Regions from separate parts of the Mus musculus genome. Here all the other regions are linked to region 3. A link is a contact called in public HiChIP or PLAC-seq data. All regions are on one chromosome and are shown on one strand. Each heading gives the region's core, a stretch centred on a gene start, on an enhancer-like site or on the middle of the called end of the contact. The rest is flanking DNA. Distances are from core to core; before and after follow the strand shown. Region 1 overlaps Ext1 (exostosin glycosyltransferase 1). Region 2 overlaps Ext1 (exostosin glycosyltransferase 1). Region 3 holds the start of Med30 (mediator complex subunit 30). Region 4 overlaps Ext1 (exostosin glycosyltransferase 1). Region 5 overlaps Ext1 (exostosin glycosyltransferase 1).

Evidence for each region. HiChIP or PLAC-seq counts read pairs in DNA pulled down with a chosen protein or histone mark.
Region 1: an H3K27ac HiChIP or PLAC-seq map of regulatory T cell precursor shows a contact between it and region 3, with 4 times the contacts expected there. The contact joins the enhancer-like site here to the promoter of Med30 in region 3. A contact is called at or near these places in 3 of 39 promoter capture datasets (the 3T3-L1 cell line and frontonasal cranial neural crest) and 4 of 115 datasets of contacts at active chromatin or transcription factors (astrocytes, large pre-B cells, memory CD8 T cells and 1 more).
Region 2: a FOXA1 HiChIP or PLAC-seq map of pancreatic cancer cells shows a contact between it and region 3. The contact joins the enhancer-like site here to the promoter of Med30 in region 3. A contact is called at or near these places in 3 of 39 promoter capture datasets (the 3T3-L1 cell line, 3T3-L1-derived adipocytes and liver), 1 of 484 Hi-C or Micro-C datasets (CD4 T cells), 1 of 115 datasets of contacts at active chromatin or transcription factors (pancreatic cancer cells) and 2 of 9 other capture datasets (adipose tissue and liver).
Region 4: a FOXA1 HiChIP or PLAC-seq map of pancreatic cancer cells shows a contact between it and region 3. The contact joins the enhancer-like site here to the promoter of Med30 in region 3. A contact is called at or near these places in 10 of 39 promoter capture datasets (the 3T3-L1 cell line, 3T3-L1-derived adipocytes, the C10 cell line and 5 more), 1 of 484 Hi-C or Micro-C datasets (CD4 T cells), 4 of 115 datasets of contacts at active chromatin or transcription factors (astrocytes, embryonic forebrain, embryonic limb bud and 1 more) and 1 of 9 other capture datasets (liver).
Region 5: a contact with region 3 is called in an HNF4G HiChIP or PLAC-seq map of pancreatic cancer cells. The contact joins the enhancer-like site here to the promoter of Med30 in region 3. A contact is called at or near these places in 3 of 39 promoter capture datasets (the 3T3-L1 cell line, 3T3-L1-derived adipocytes and stem cell-derived epiblast-like cells), 1 of 15 datasets of contacts at CTCF or cohesin (the NIH/3T3 cell line), 4 of 484 Hi-C or Micro-C datasets (CD4 T cells, muscle stem cells and uterus), 7 of 115 datasets of contacts at active chromatin or transcription factors (embryonic forebrain, embryonic stem cells, extraembryonic endoderm stem cells and 4 more) and 2 of 9 other capture datasets (adipose tissue and liver).

The regions. Positions count from the first base shown.
Region 1 is chr15:53,156,040-53,158,739 of GRCm38.p6, reverse strand. All of the region lies in intron 1 of Ext1 (exostosin glycosyltransferase 1), which reads left to right. Among named protein-coding and RNA genes, the nearest start is that of Ext1, 190 kb to the left of the region's middle. Within about 2 kb of position 1,274, at least 70 of the 459 cell types and tissues checked have an H3K27ac peak or open chromatin away from gene starts, as enhancers often do. A contact at or near this core is called in memory CD8 T cells and regulatory T cell precursor, where this site is marked.
Region 2 is chr15:53,206,158-53,208,857 of GRCm38.p6, reverse strand. All of the region lies in intron 1 of Ext1 (exostosin glycosyltransferase 1), which reads left to right. Among named protein-coding and RNA genes, the nearest start is that of Ext1, 140 kb to the left of the region's middle. Within about 2 kb of position 1,252, at least 31 of the 459 cell types and tissues checked have an H3K27ac peak or open chromatin away from gene starts, as enhancers often do. A contact at or near this core is called in pancreatic cancer cells, where this site is marked.
Region 3 is chr15:52,711,122-52,713,821 of GRCm38.p6, reverse strand. It overlaps Med30 (mediator complex subunit 30), which reads right to left and starts at 1,377. Exons shown (of 4, transcript NM_027212.2): 1 at 1,136-1,377. The coding sequence starts at 1,312.
Region 4 is chr15:53,223,035-53,225,734 of GRCm38.p6, reverse strand. All of the region lies in intron 1 of Ext1 (exostosin glycosyltransferase 1), which reads left to right. Among named protein-coding and RNA genes, the nearest start is that of Ext1, 120 kb to the left of the region's middle. Within about 2 kb of position 1,399, at least 100 of the 459 cell types and tissues checked have an H3K27ac peak or open chromatin away from gene starts, as enhancers often do. A contact at or near this core is called in liver and pancreatic cancer cells, where this site is marked.
Region 5 is chr15:53,111,510-53,114,209 of GRCm38.p6, reverse strand. The region is part of intron 1 of Ext1 (exostosin glycosyltransferase 1); the gene reads left to right. Among named protein-coding and RNA genes, the nearest start is that of Gm41323, 180 kb to the right of the region's middle. Within about 2 kb of position 1,304, at least 114 of the 459 cell types and tissues checked have an H3K27ac peak or open chromatin away from gene starts, as enhancers often do. A contact at or near this core is called in the NIH/3T3 cell line, adipose tissue, liver and 4 more, where this site is marked.

The DNA.
Region 1 (2,700 bases), core at 25-2,524, 450 kb before region 3:
GATCAGCACCTCTGAAATAAACAAAAGTATGTCTGGACATGGAATTCTCCATCTTCAAATTGCCACGTGGAAAGTGATAGTTTTTTCCTTAAATGTATACTTTCCTGACTCCTCAGTTCCAAAGGTGGCATCATCAAAACAAACAAACCAACCAACCAACCAACCAACCAACCACAACCCTCTGACAGCAGATAAACTTTGATTTCCCTTGAATTTCATTCATCTCTCTGCTTCTTGCAAACACAGGCCTGGTGTACCTTGGAGGTATGATCTGCAGCCTCCTCTGTTCGTTGTGTAGGATTCGTTGACTTATGGAGCATTTGAACACAAGCTCCCTGTGTTGCCCAGTAGGAACCCACTTGATCCTTTCCAAAGCCACTCTTGTGGAGCTTGTGATGTTCAATGAACACGTTAACAAGCTGTCACTGTGACTTTGTCACCAGGCAAATCTCAGAGCATCTCCAGGCTCATTTTGCCTAATTATTTATACATACAGATTTCAGTCCCTCTTACTGGGCTTAGTCAGACCTGTGCAGGTTATCAAGTATGGCAAGATATGTCATGAATGCTTTGCCATTAAAACTGGTCACTTCTGTCTTGGGGTCCCGCTAATCTTAAAGTGAATAGCAGAAAATTTTATTTATTTATTTTTTAAGCTTTGGAAGTTACAAAATTTGTTCCTTGAAACAACTTACCTTTGAATGTTTGCCAGTGTGAACCTAACACCTAGCCCTGTCAGTTTAAAATGTGTGTGCCTGTATTTGAACAGAGAATGTAAATTTAATCCTAGTAGGTGCCTATTCTGAAAACCATCTTCTCTCCAGTGTAAATGTGCACTTATCAGAACAGAACAAATGTATTCAAAAACAGGAGAGTAAATGGCCTTTTTGATTCAGATTGCCTCTACACTCTCCCCCTCCCCTCCCCCATCATAGTGAAAGCTTTATTATCAATCCCTTCATTTTCTTCCAGCTTTAGATTTGGAGGGCAGAACAGGAAAACATTTGGGGGCCAGTTGTTTTGAATCAAAACAAATCAAGAACTGGCAAAAAACAGTCGTTTCCTGGCTCTCTGCTGATCTGATTGGTGTCATTTCCCCAGCTCAGGAGAGCTGTGTTTGCTCATCTTTCGTTTGCTTCTGCAGATTGGTGTTAGTGGGTGATGTAAAAACCCTCTAACGTATTAAATGGCAGTGAGGTAACACAGAACTGGAGCCCCTGACTGCCTGGCCTTGTTTTAGGGATTTCCCCTTCACATACATCTCTGCTTGACAAGGACAGACAGGGTGTTTTTCGGTGGCTTCCTAGGCTGGCATAGGAAGTGTCTGGTGGCCCACTTCCTGTGTCACATTGTTCACACATTTGACAAAACCCAGAAAAAAAAGGCAGCGGCAAGGGAAGTTAGGCTTCACTTTGCCATGAAGGCATAATTACATAAGAGTGGCATCTAAAAGTGCCAGACATGGTCTTGGAGCAACCACAATTCTGATCAGTGGGCTGAATTTCTGAGAATACCACTACCCGTGGCTTTGAAGTCCCTAACTCTGTCTAACCACTCAGTTTGCAAGATTGGAACAAGAAAAGTGGTGAGTTTGCAAACCTTAGTCACAGGACAATATTTGGGACAGTGTGCCTGGGATCTCTCAGAGGCACAGGCACATTCCTTCATTCCCCACCCCAACATGGAGCCGTTTTATGGAGCTACATCTTGCCTCAGCTTCTCTCAGCTTCTGAGTGGGTACAGTTCCAGATGTGTGCCCCCATGCCCTGCTCTGTGTCTTCTGACATGAAGGTCATCAGACAGAGTCTCTGGTTGGGGCATAAAGGCCTGGGTGCATACTGCTAACTTGAAGCCTTGCTTCTTAAAGAGTCCTGGACATTCTGCATGTGTCCTTTTTCTCTGTAAGATAGGAGAGTAGGGCACAGCAGCTGCTACCTAAAGACCATGTGTGGAACCAAATAACTCAGTACACACCTGTAAGGTCTGTACTGATGAGTTTGAAGCTCAAAGGTCTTTACAGTTCAAGATCATGTATCTAAGAGGATACAAAACAAACTTCAGGGCTAGGAAAATAGCTCAGTGGGAGGATGTTTGTCTAGCATGCCTGAGACCCTGGGTTCAATCCCCAGTACTAGAAAATTAACTAACTAATAAAATAAAAAATTTTTAAAAATCCACAAAAGTAAAGAACACAAACTCAACCCAATGAATACAAAAACCAAACACATGAACACACATGAAGTCACATTATGGAATCCCTTCCTCACTTTGTTTTTTTAGATGACATTTACTGTTATTTATAAATTTGATATAAAAATAATAATAACATTCCTTTACAATAAATCATGGTTAGTAGTATCTCATAAAAAGCCTTCTGTGCTATGTTCATGCACACAGAGCAAGCACAATTGAGGCTTGAAAAGGCTCGTGACCCTCTTGGAAAGGTGGATCTGGGATTGAAACATGTCTGCTGTTGGGCTGTAGCTCCTTAGCCAGTGAGACTTACAGAGATGGTTAACAGTTGTTGGCTGAGATCATACGAGGGGTGGGTACCTAGCACAGGTTTAGGGCACAGGCAAGCAGCACAGCAGACAGCTTATGGATGAAACAGTCCAGTGGAGTGGGCCTTTAGGTTTCTCCCTTTTCAGTAAGATTGTCACACCCTATGTTAGGTGACCACCAGCCATGGTTGAAATCACT
Region 2 (2,700 bases), core at 3-2,502, 500 kb before region 3:
GGGTTGTTCTTATCTCTTGCCCAAGATGGCTGCCTTAGGCAGTTGACTCAGGAATTACACTGTAATTAAAGAAATGTAGGGGTTCCCCTACCTGCCTCACCTTGTTTCCCCAGCTATGTGCGTGGTGAAGAGTCCTTTACACCCAGATTCAGGCGGCGCCAAGGAATTGATTTTCTAGGAATTTGTTGTTCGTTTACCTGTGTTTCATTTCAGTTGAGCACTTGTGATAGCAGTTGGAGAATGAGAGTTTGGTGTAGGGACTGAAAGCTGCAGGAGTTGGTCATGATCAGACCTTTCCCTAAGTTGTGAAGAAATGAAGTGGATGATAGAAAATGCGTGGGGAGCATGCATCTCGGTTTCATTCATTTCACATGAAAGGAGTACATTTTACTCAATTTGAACCTAAACATTTAACTTACTGAGTGCTAACTTTTATATTAGCTTACAACCAAATTGTGCTTAACCCTGAAGCTTTGAGATGGTCTCCCAGAGAAAGAGAGTATCAGCTTGTGTTCCCAGGGTGGAATAGGGACATGCTTCTGGTCTAGATTTGCCATAGATTCCTAGACTCCTCCTTTGCTATAGATTCCTAGACTCTACCACTACCTTTCATGCCCGACTCAGTGCAGTTTCCATTATCTGTATTAGGAAGAACCAGCAGGTCATTATTATAAACCTGGGCTTTGGAACTCAACCAGACTGGGTCCATTCAGTTCTTTCCCCTATTCTCTCTGACCTCTGTTGTCCTTAACTGTGAGATGTGGAGATGAAATAAAATAGTGGAAGGTGCTGACCTGTGTTTGCTTAAGAAAGGAGGCTGGTATCGGAGGGAAGGACGATGGTGATGATAGCTGTGCCTGCGGTAGCATTTCCTCTGCCTAGGTTTTTGTTTGTAGAAAGGTGAGCATAGGAGGGAGAGTGAGGCTGGGGAAGAAGGCGTGGGTCAGTAGGGACCTTTGCACCAGGCATGGAACTCTCTGTCTTCTACAGAAATTGCCACCTGTCCCTTACCAGCACTTCCTGATGACTGCAACTCTGAAAAGAAGGTAGCCCCCTTCCTTGCCATTTCCCCCTTCCCATTCATAAGTGACCAGTTTCCAGCTGCCAGGAAAGCTAATTGGAGGAGACGGTGAATATTAGCCCTCTTCATAGTTCAAATGTGAAGCTGTTGTTCAGTGGTTCACATCCTCCTTGTTGGTCACATATCAAATATCTTGCACATCAGGTATTTACATTATGATTCATAACAGTAGTAAAACTAGAGTTATGAAATAGCAATGAATTGACTTTCTGGTTGCAGGGGGGTCATCACAACACTAGGAACTGTATTAAATGTTACAGCTTTGAGAAGGTTGTGAACCACTGTTCCAGTAGTTGTGCCTCAGCTAAGATAGAACTAGACTACCTAGGAAAATAGAGGGTAGTAGCTGGAAGTCAGTGAGATAAATCCACACTGTTGCTTGTTCTTTGGGGTTTCTGTAAGGAGACCTGCTTGTGGAGGCAAATAAGAATGCCATTTAGCAGACATAGTGAGTAAAAGACTTGTCAAGGAACACAGTGTACTTGGGCAGAAGAGGAATTGATCTTAAAGTGAATAATTTAAGCCCGTAAATTATATTGTCTTGGTTAGGACAGCTGAGCAAAGTTCCCAGTTTCCTTTGGAAGGACTGCAAAGAATATTTGTGGGTACAGAGGAAATGCTCAATAAATATTTATTGGTTTTTTTTTTGCTTAATTTTTACTATTTATTTATTTATTTATTTAGTCTTTCAAGACAGGGTTTCTCTGTATAGCCCTGACTATCCTGGAATTCACTCTGTAGACCAAGCTAACCTTGAACTCAGAGATCCACCTGCCTCTGTCTCACGAGTGTTGGGAATAAAGGCCCGGGCCACCACTCCCAGCGGAACAAATATTTGTTAACTAAATACCATGAAATTTGTGTTTCTCTAATACGGCATTTGAGGAATCTGATTCTCTGTTATTGCTACCTTAATTTGAAGAGCAAGTTAGCAACAGAGATATAATATAATGCTGTTGGAATAGAAGGCCAGACCACCTTAACTCCAACTTGAGAAAGTCGTTTTGATGACTTAGTTTCTGCTTGAGCTTATGTGTAACCAGCTTCAGTGCCCGTTGTTTCCAAAGCTTTGGTGGTGTACAAGGACGCGGTGACTCCTGTATTCAAGTGTGAACTGAGGCTCGGTTTCGGGTCTTTTGCTAGTCCAGTTACTTTTAGGAGGCTTAGGGTCATGTGTAGAACTGCGATAATGTAGCTCAGCATATCTTTTTTATGTTCATATCAATGATGCTTCACTCTTTGCCAACTCCCATGTCCATGTGTAATTTCAACTTCTGGATATTATTTATGAAATGAAAACACTGCGCACAAAGGACTTTGTACCTGAGGGAAGTTCTGAAACTTTCCCTCTTTAGACTCCATTTAACCTAGTCCCCAAGTCTTCAAATATAAATACGTGTGCCTATAAGCAAAAAGCCTTAACAGGAACCTGAGCCAGGTTTCAGTTTGTCTAACCAGTTAGTGACTCTCTTCCTCCTCCCTTTCCAGGCTAACGTTAGGTAGAGTTCCAGCTTGAGTGGTCTTAGGAATGCCATCTTCAGTGTGAGCTGACTGTGTAGTTGCTCGTGATAAGGTCCTGTCAGTGTCGACTGGCATCGTGATATCACTTTATCTGACAG
Region 3 (2,700 bases), core at 128-2,627:
CGATAAAGCAGAGGTAAACAAGGACCCTCAGAGATGGAGATTCAAATAGATCAGACACATTAAAAAAATTACACACACACACACACACACACATACATACATAATTCAGCTATTCCACTCTGAAATCAACTGAAACACATTCCCATACAAAAAAATCCATTAAAAAATTTTTGTCATTATTTACAAATTCGTTCATACAGATGAACGAATGCAAAGGCTGCCACGTAGTCACTCAACAAATTAGCAAGAGAAAAAAATAACATAAGTATATGCTGAAAGAACCTGGACCAATAGAGCTCACATGCTATGTGATTCTTATCACATACAACTGGAAAAACACTAACACTGGCTCCCTGGGGATGGAGGCAAACATGCCACGGGATGCAAGGAAACTTCTTGGATAACACTTGTTTTCACTCTTGCAACTATGATAAGGTCACAAGTATATTCCTAAACATATGCCATAACTTTACATTTGCACAGCTTACTGTAGTCTAGTTAAGTCTAGAAAGGGGTTACACTATTGTCTGAATTCTTCAGCTTCGGGGCATCTCCTTCAGGAGAAATTTTGCTCTAAAATTTTTAAAGTAATTTTAAAAAGCAAGTACAGCGTGATCCATTTGAACTTTGAAAAGCACGATGGGGTTGGGGGACAGATATGCTTGTGACACTTCTAGCGGTAATGAGCATAGCTAGTATAGGAGTCGCCTGGGGTGGGGGAGAGACGCATGCTGGGTAACAGTTCTGGGGAAAATAGGGGTGACCATGTCTGGAATCGCTCATGTCAGATGGCAGACTCATGCTGGGGACATTGGCATAACGGGGTGTCCACCCGTCGTAACCCTGAGCAAGAGATAGATGCACGGTGGGGACTTTGGGTATAAGGGGGTGTGTCCATGCCTGAGGGTTTTCCAGGGCGTGAGACAGACACATACTGGGAACCAAGGGTGTAAAGCAGGATGGCCAGCCTGAGGTCTTCCAGGTATGGGGTAAGGAGGAGGTGGGACCTCCACACCTGCGGCCTCTCAGGGCAAGGGGATACACGCTGAGGACCTGGGGTGTAGAGGCGACCCGGCCACCCTGAGGTCGCCCGCGGAGGCCCGCTTTCACCAGCTCTGTCACCCCAGGCGCCCACCTGCATGTTCCTGAGCAGCTGGAAGATCTCCATGGTGCGGTACACGATGTCCTGCACGGTCTCCTGCCCGATGCGGCACAGCGTGGCCGTGTTGACCTCGCGCGCGGCCTGCTGAGCCTGCGGGCCGCCGAAGGGCCCGGACGCCATGCCCGTGGGCGCCAGCGGAGGGGTGGACATGGCACCCCCGGCGGCTCGGGTCCGGCGCGAGCCCACTCGGCCGATTTCAAAAAAGCGGCGCCACTTCCGCCCGCCGCGATGCAAGCGCTGTACCGGAAGACTGGCGCCTCGCGGAGCCTGACGCGATTGGGCTCCGCAGTTGGGAACGGTAAGACAGACAGGAAATTACCCAATCAGAAGTAGAGTTCTGCCCAGGGGGCGGTACCAGTGATAGATGGGGTGGGCTTTCCCAGAGTTCTGTCTGTGCCCTAAGTTGTGTGTCTGGCTGGTTCTCTGCTTCTGTTGGGTTCTTGCAGAGCATTCTTTCTCATAACAAACCTATGAGACATGTCTAATTACAGATAGGATGCAGGTTCAGAGGGCTTGAACTAGTTGTTGCACTGGCAATCTTCTGTTCAAAGTCAGAAAACATGATTTCTGTTCTTGTACGCTTCTGGGTAACAAGAAACCCACCACCAGGATTGCTTTTGTTCCCTGTTTGAGTATTTTCCAAGTTCCTCTAAGTAATACACCTGTAGACATGCACTACTTTCTGATTGTGAAACTCCAGTAATAATCCCTCCCCAATGTACATCTGAAATTGCAGCCCCAGATACTTCTCTGCATTTCCCATACATGTCTACAAAATATTAATATGTAAATTAGACACAGTAAGACATTAATGGTAATGTAAATATAGCAATATATTACAGTTACTCCTAACTTGACTGTGCTAACTATTCCTAACTATGCTGTGCCCAGGATAGAAATAGCATAGTAAAAAGTTCAGTAGAAGCTGCCCTCATAGAGAATAAACATTAATTACTGTGATGACTGTGTTAGGATGAGAGCCCAAGGTCCTGACGTCAGGGTGCTCTTTAGTGGACCTTGTACAAGATGAAGGGAGTAAATCTGGGTCTTAAAAATAGATGAAAATGGAGCACTAATTACACCCAAATTGTAGCTTTGGAGACCCAGAAGCCATCACCAACACTTGAGGGAATGCTTTTATTATGGTGAGTATTGGGAAATATGATAGAAGACAGGTAAACAATGGAGGATCTAAAACCATGTAAGGACACTCTGACTGAGCGACAAAGCACATCATAGAAGTGTTTCAAGGAGACAGATCTAAACGTGAAATCTTCAGGACAGATTTAACTGGCTGTTCAGTGGAGAGAGGCTGGTGAATGGTGAGTGCTGCTTCCCTCCTCTTGAAGTTATTGATGCAGATGATCTGAATTAGTGAAGGACTCAGTGGGCGACTTGTTAGCGAAAATCTACAGAACCTGATGTTGTTATAGATGGGTGCATCTGGAGAAGAAGGAATAAAGAGAGCACCTACTTGTGACCTGAATAAATGGTGGAGCTTCTGCCATATCCAAAGAGAGGGAAGAAAAATCAAATTT
Region 4 (2,700 bases), core at 150-2,649, 510 kb before region 3:
GATGATCTGGAGCCTTCAGAAGGTACTACATATGTCCTGCAGATAAGGATTGACATGGGCTGGAGCATCTCCTTGCTTTTAAAAAGGGAGAGAGTGGACAAGAAAGTCAGGTGTCCTCTGATAGCAGAGACTAGCTTTTAACTGAGGGCAATATGCAAACAGAGACCTAAGGAATTCTGCCACACCATTCCTAGACCGAGACCCATAGCTCCAAAGGACAACACAATTTTAACTATACCTTGTGCAATCCTGGGTGGTAGAGTCAGCCAAATTGTGTCTGTGAGCCAACAGTCAGTGGGTGGTCTTTCCAGTTGCTCTGTTTATGGTAATTGATTACCTTGGTGATAAAAACAAAACGTGTGAATTCTACCGTCTAGTTGTTGGATATGTTGGATGATGGGGGCTGGGGGTGGCAGCGGGTAGTGGTCATCAAGCTAGAAAGGGGCCCAGGAGATGGGGAAAAACAGAGGCTATAAGGGAAGCCATGTGAGCAATACAAGGGCCATTGCTGAGGGTTGAGGATGATAGTGGGGCAGGGGCAGGGCCATGCCGATGGGAGGACAAAGAATCAACCGAGTCTGAGTATGTATGAAAATGCCATATGCAAACCTGTTGCTCTGCATGCCATTTAAATCTTAAAAATTACAGAGACTATAAAGTTCTTCCTTTAAAAGGATCTGTTTACAGTTTCTGTAAGTGCAGAGAGCCGGTCAGTGCCAACCAGGAGGAACTATCAGCGTTGCTTGCCTTGCTCCTTAGGGACCCAGTGAAATGAATAGATAAAAAGGTTTTGTAATTAGTAGATCAACTGTTTATAAATTAATGGGTAGCTCCAAAGTACTACAGGGGACCCAAAATAGTTTCTGCCAAGTGTTTTATCTATTCTTGGAATGGCCTTATTCATGCATTATAATTTGCTTAGCCGTTCGTCCTCCATAGACAGCACAAAGATTAGTTACAACCTCCTCTCCTTTGAATACTGTAGTTTCCTTATTAGTAAAGTCAAACCTGATAACTTTTAAAAACAAACAAACAAACAACGGCAGCAGTTTAAAAACAAAAACCCATTTAGGAACATTATGATGTCTGCAGACATTTTCCTACGGACATAATACTCTTTAAGTCTGTTCACATCCTCATGGCTTCACTCTTGAGGCGTAGGCTCACCCAGCCTCTGGATAGAAGACACCATATTTGGGCAGTCAATAAACCTGCAAATGGTCCCTTGAAAAGGAAGCTACTGATGGATCTGGCTTTTCCATGAATGACAGCATAGCCACAGACAGCAGAGGACCGCTTCCTGGCCCACAGCAAACACCACCCTGCTGTGCAGTCCCTGCATGGGGCTGCCCTCCCAGCAGGGATGTGTGTTTCCCCGGGTGCCTGAGGACTGCAGCTTGGCCTTTTTGTTTACAGGAGAGAGGACAGTGACCTCTGTCTTCCAGCTGCTGTGAATGAAAACAGTGTTGGAGAACCAGAGTGAAGTTTCCACTTTACGAGTCACTGAGGGGGGAGGGGGGAAGGAATGGGCAATCTGGGTGGGGGTGGGGCATATTCTCAACCTTCCCTAGTGAAAGAGTGGGTGGGATAAAGTTCAGACCTTTGGATTAGAACACAGATGATGGGAAAGTGGAAAGAGACTAGTTCTTCAGCAAACTTTCTGGGCAGGCTTTCCATATATTGAGTTTGGAAGAGAAACAGAAAAGGCATACACACAGTTTGTAAGGACTTACTTTTTCAAACAGTGGCATTAATTGTGTACGCTTAGGGATGGGATTCTCCTCTCTCAAGGTCTCTCCCGAAGAGAAACAGCTGCTCATTAGCTAGCTTAGTGTGACTTAAAATCTGGAGGCTGTTCAGCACTGCTGTGTGGCTGTTTCTCAAGTTTTGCTTGGTGGTAACCGTCAAAGAGAAGCTCCTGTCCAGGGTCAGGGAATATGGACGGGGTGGATCCCTCCTGGGTCACCACCTCCTGCCAGGAAGCAAGCTGTGTGGAAGCAAGCAGTGGAAGCTTGCCAAAAAGACATCCTGATCTCGGCACTCCTGGAGCTTGCAAATACCAATTATTTTCAATTGAAAGTTAAATGCATAATTGTATACTGTAACCTTATCATTAGAAATTTGCAACGTTACCGATGACACAGACAGGGTACAGTGATTCAAAAATACCTGGGTTAGTCAGAGAGGCAGTGGTTTTAAGCTCTGACAATTCAAGAAGGTCTCCGAGGTGGTAGCTTTTGAACGGAGACAGAAAATCAGGATGAATCGGCCATGTGAGGAGATGGGGGTAGAGTTGTTCCAAATAGGCTGGATGTAGGCAGATGTAGACCAAGAGGTCAACAGGAACTCTCTGCACATGATCCTTATGACCCTCCTCTTTTCTTCATTCTTCTTGTTTGTTTTTGTTCGTTTGTTTGTTTTTTTAATTTCTTAGATTTATTTTTATTATTTTATGTGTATGAGTGTTTTGACTGCATGTGTGCACCGCTTTCTAGCTTGGTGCACGAGGAAGTGGTGAGCCTCCGTGTAGGTGCCTGGAATCAAACCCTGGTCTTTCTCAACAAGTGCCCCTAAGTGCTGAGCCAACTCTCCATCCCAGATCCACAGGATCTTTCTTCTCTAAGGTTACTTTAGAGCCCAGGTACAAGGGAGACATGGAGGTACAGACTCTGTTTTGCATTTTAAAGAACTGCTTGTTTT
Region 5 (2,700 bases), core at 55-2,554, 400 kb before region 3:
AAGAATCATTACTTAGAAGGGACGGGGCTGGCAGAAAAAGAGCAGCTGTGATGTTCACCCAGTTCATAAGTAAATACTCGAGACAAACTATCACCTCAGGCAGCCTGGAATTGTGTGAGTCTGAAGATTAGAGGCTCATTGCTGGCTTCTTGCCTGTCCACTGTGGCTAGCGAAAAAGCAGGATCATTTGGCCAACGTGCTTGTGAGAGAGGATCTGTGGGAACCCTGGGAAGACAGCAAGCCACAGCAGCGGCTTCCTTCCTTGTACAGCTTCTGATGAGGAGAAAGCTTTTAAACTACACACTGCTGCTGTGTGGGGAGCTGCGGCTTCTGCTTTCATTTTCTTTTAACGGGTCTGCTCCTCGTTTGTCTCTTGGCTGTCTTTGCAAAACTGTTTTTTTGTTTTTTTCATTGTTGGTAGTTTTTAAAAAATGTTTATTCCATTCCTTCTGATATAATTTGCCATAATAACCTGCAATTGCATACTACTTTCCTGATTATACTGCATGTACATAATTTCATTTGAGCTTCACAGCTTTGAGACTGACAGAAGCTAAGAGATGTGCATGGGGGTCTCGCAGGAGAGCCACACTCCAGATTCTTCAGCCCAGGTCTCCTCATTGACAGCTGCCTGTGTTTCTGATAATCTGCTGGCTCCCTTCAGCTGAAGTGATTACAGCTATCTTTTGCAGAAATGCTCATAAGGTGCTGTACTTTAATTAAAATGTATCGTTTGGAAGCCGGGCGTGGTGGTGCACACCTTTAATCCCAGTACTCGGGAGACAGAGGCAGGCGGATTTCTGAGTTCAAGGCCAGCCTGGTCTACAAAGTGAGTTCCAGGACAGCCAGGGCTACACAGAGAAACCCTGTCTAGGGAGAAAAGAAATTAAAAAGAAAAAGAAAAGAATGTATCATTTGGTCAGGTCAGTAGAAGGATCAACCCCTTTGGATGAACCAGGAAACTAAGCCCAGACAAATTAGTATTTCCCAAGATTGCCCAGTTTGTGGATGGTAAGCATAGACTGTGAACCCAGGTTTGGCTGCTTGACCACTGAGCTCTTGTTTACTAAGTTTTTAGCTACCAGTTCCCTGCTGCACAAAATGTACTGGGCATTACAATGGACTCACATAGAATCCAAGGCTCTTTCCCAAGAGTTCTGGATTCAGCAGGCCTGGGTGATCCTGAGATCTGTGCAGTTCCCTGGTACCACAGGTGATACAAGTGGCAGGGACAACACTTGGTGGAATGGTATGAACCACTCTGTCTCCCTTGCCTAGTCACACTGACTCACTATTAGTGAGTCATCTTATGTGGTGAGGGAAGACTTCAAATAACATTCCATAGCATATCTGAAATGGGGTTATATTCTGTACCTTATTCAGTACAACTCTAGGAAGAAAACTATTATACCTATTGCATGGTACTGGCTTCCAGGTTAAAGTCAGGGTCATGTCGTTTTTATTGCACATTTTCTGTGGAGCCACTTAGAAAGGCTCTTCTATCTCCTGCATCATTACCTCTGGAGTGTGGACTGTAATGCCACAAAGGGGAGACAACTGGTTTACCAGCTGAAGCTGCAAATTCTCTGAAAGCAGTTGATACCTCTCCTGTCTCACTGTGTGTGTGTGTGTGTGTGTGTGTGTGTGTGTGTTTTAAGTTGTATGTGATTATAGCATGTCTTACATCTCCTGACTTAATAAGATGAACTGGTCTACTTTAGAAGATTGTCTCCCCACTTGACCTATAAAGTCTGTCTCCCCCACCTCTAACCAATGGTAGCGACTACTCCGTTCTCCGGCCCCGTCGTTATATGCTGTCACAAGTGTTATGAAAATGGAGCAATGTAGTGTGTACCCTTTAGAGGGTGGCTTTGGACTCGGCATTAGCATCCTCGAGGTCCTTGTGTACTTAAGTAGTTTGATCCGTGTTCTTTTACTTCATTATGTTTTATTCATCTGAGAAGTGATCTAGGCTATGTGTATACCACAATCTTGCCTCATTCATACTTGGAAGGGTATCCAGTGTATACATTTGTGGACAGTTCTCCTATGTAAAAATGCCTTCATTTCTCTGGGATAAATGCCTAAGTACAGTGCTGGGTCATATGAAAAGTCCATTTTTAGTTTGAGAAGGAACTGCCAGATTGTCCCCAAAACAGCCTTACCATTTTCCTCTCATTGTAGCCCCCAAGGAAGAGCTCTTGTTTTTCTTGTTTTCCATGTTTCTATCTGTGCTTGTTCTCATGTGTCCTCTTAGATCATACACTGTCCTGCAGGGAGCAAGTGGCACCTCCTTGTGTTTTGGGTTGATTTCCGTTCCTTCAATGACTAACGATACTCAGTATCTTCCTGTGTTCTTCTTGGTGCTTTATTCATTTTCTTTGGGAAAAATATCAGTTCAAATTGTTAGCCCATGTTTACATTGGATTCTCTTATTGTTGTATCAGAAGTGTTTTTTCCATAGTCTAGACCAGTGTTTCTCAACCTGTGGGCCTCAAACCCTTCGGAGGTCACATATAATATACTTGCATTATAATTTACAACAGTAGCAAAATTACAGTTATGAAGTAGCAATGAAATAACTTTATGTTTAGGGTCACCACAACATAAGGAACTATATTAAAGGGTCACAGACTTCGGAAAGTAGAGGGCCATGGTTTTAGACAAAGTTTCTTAGGAGATGGATGATTTGAAAGTATT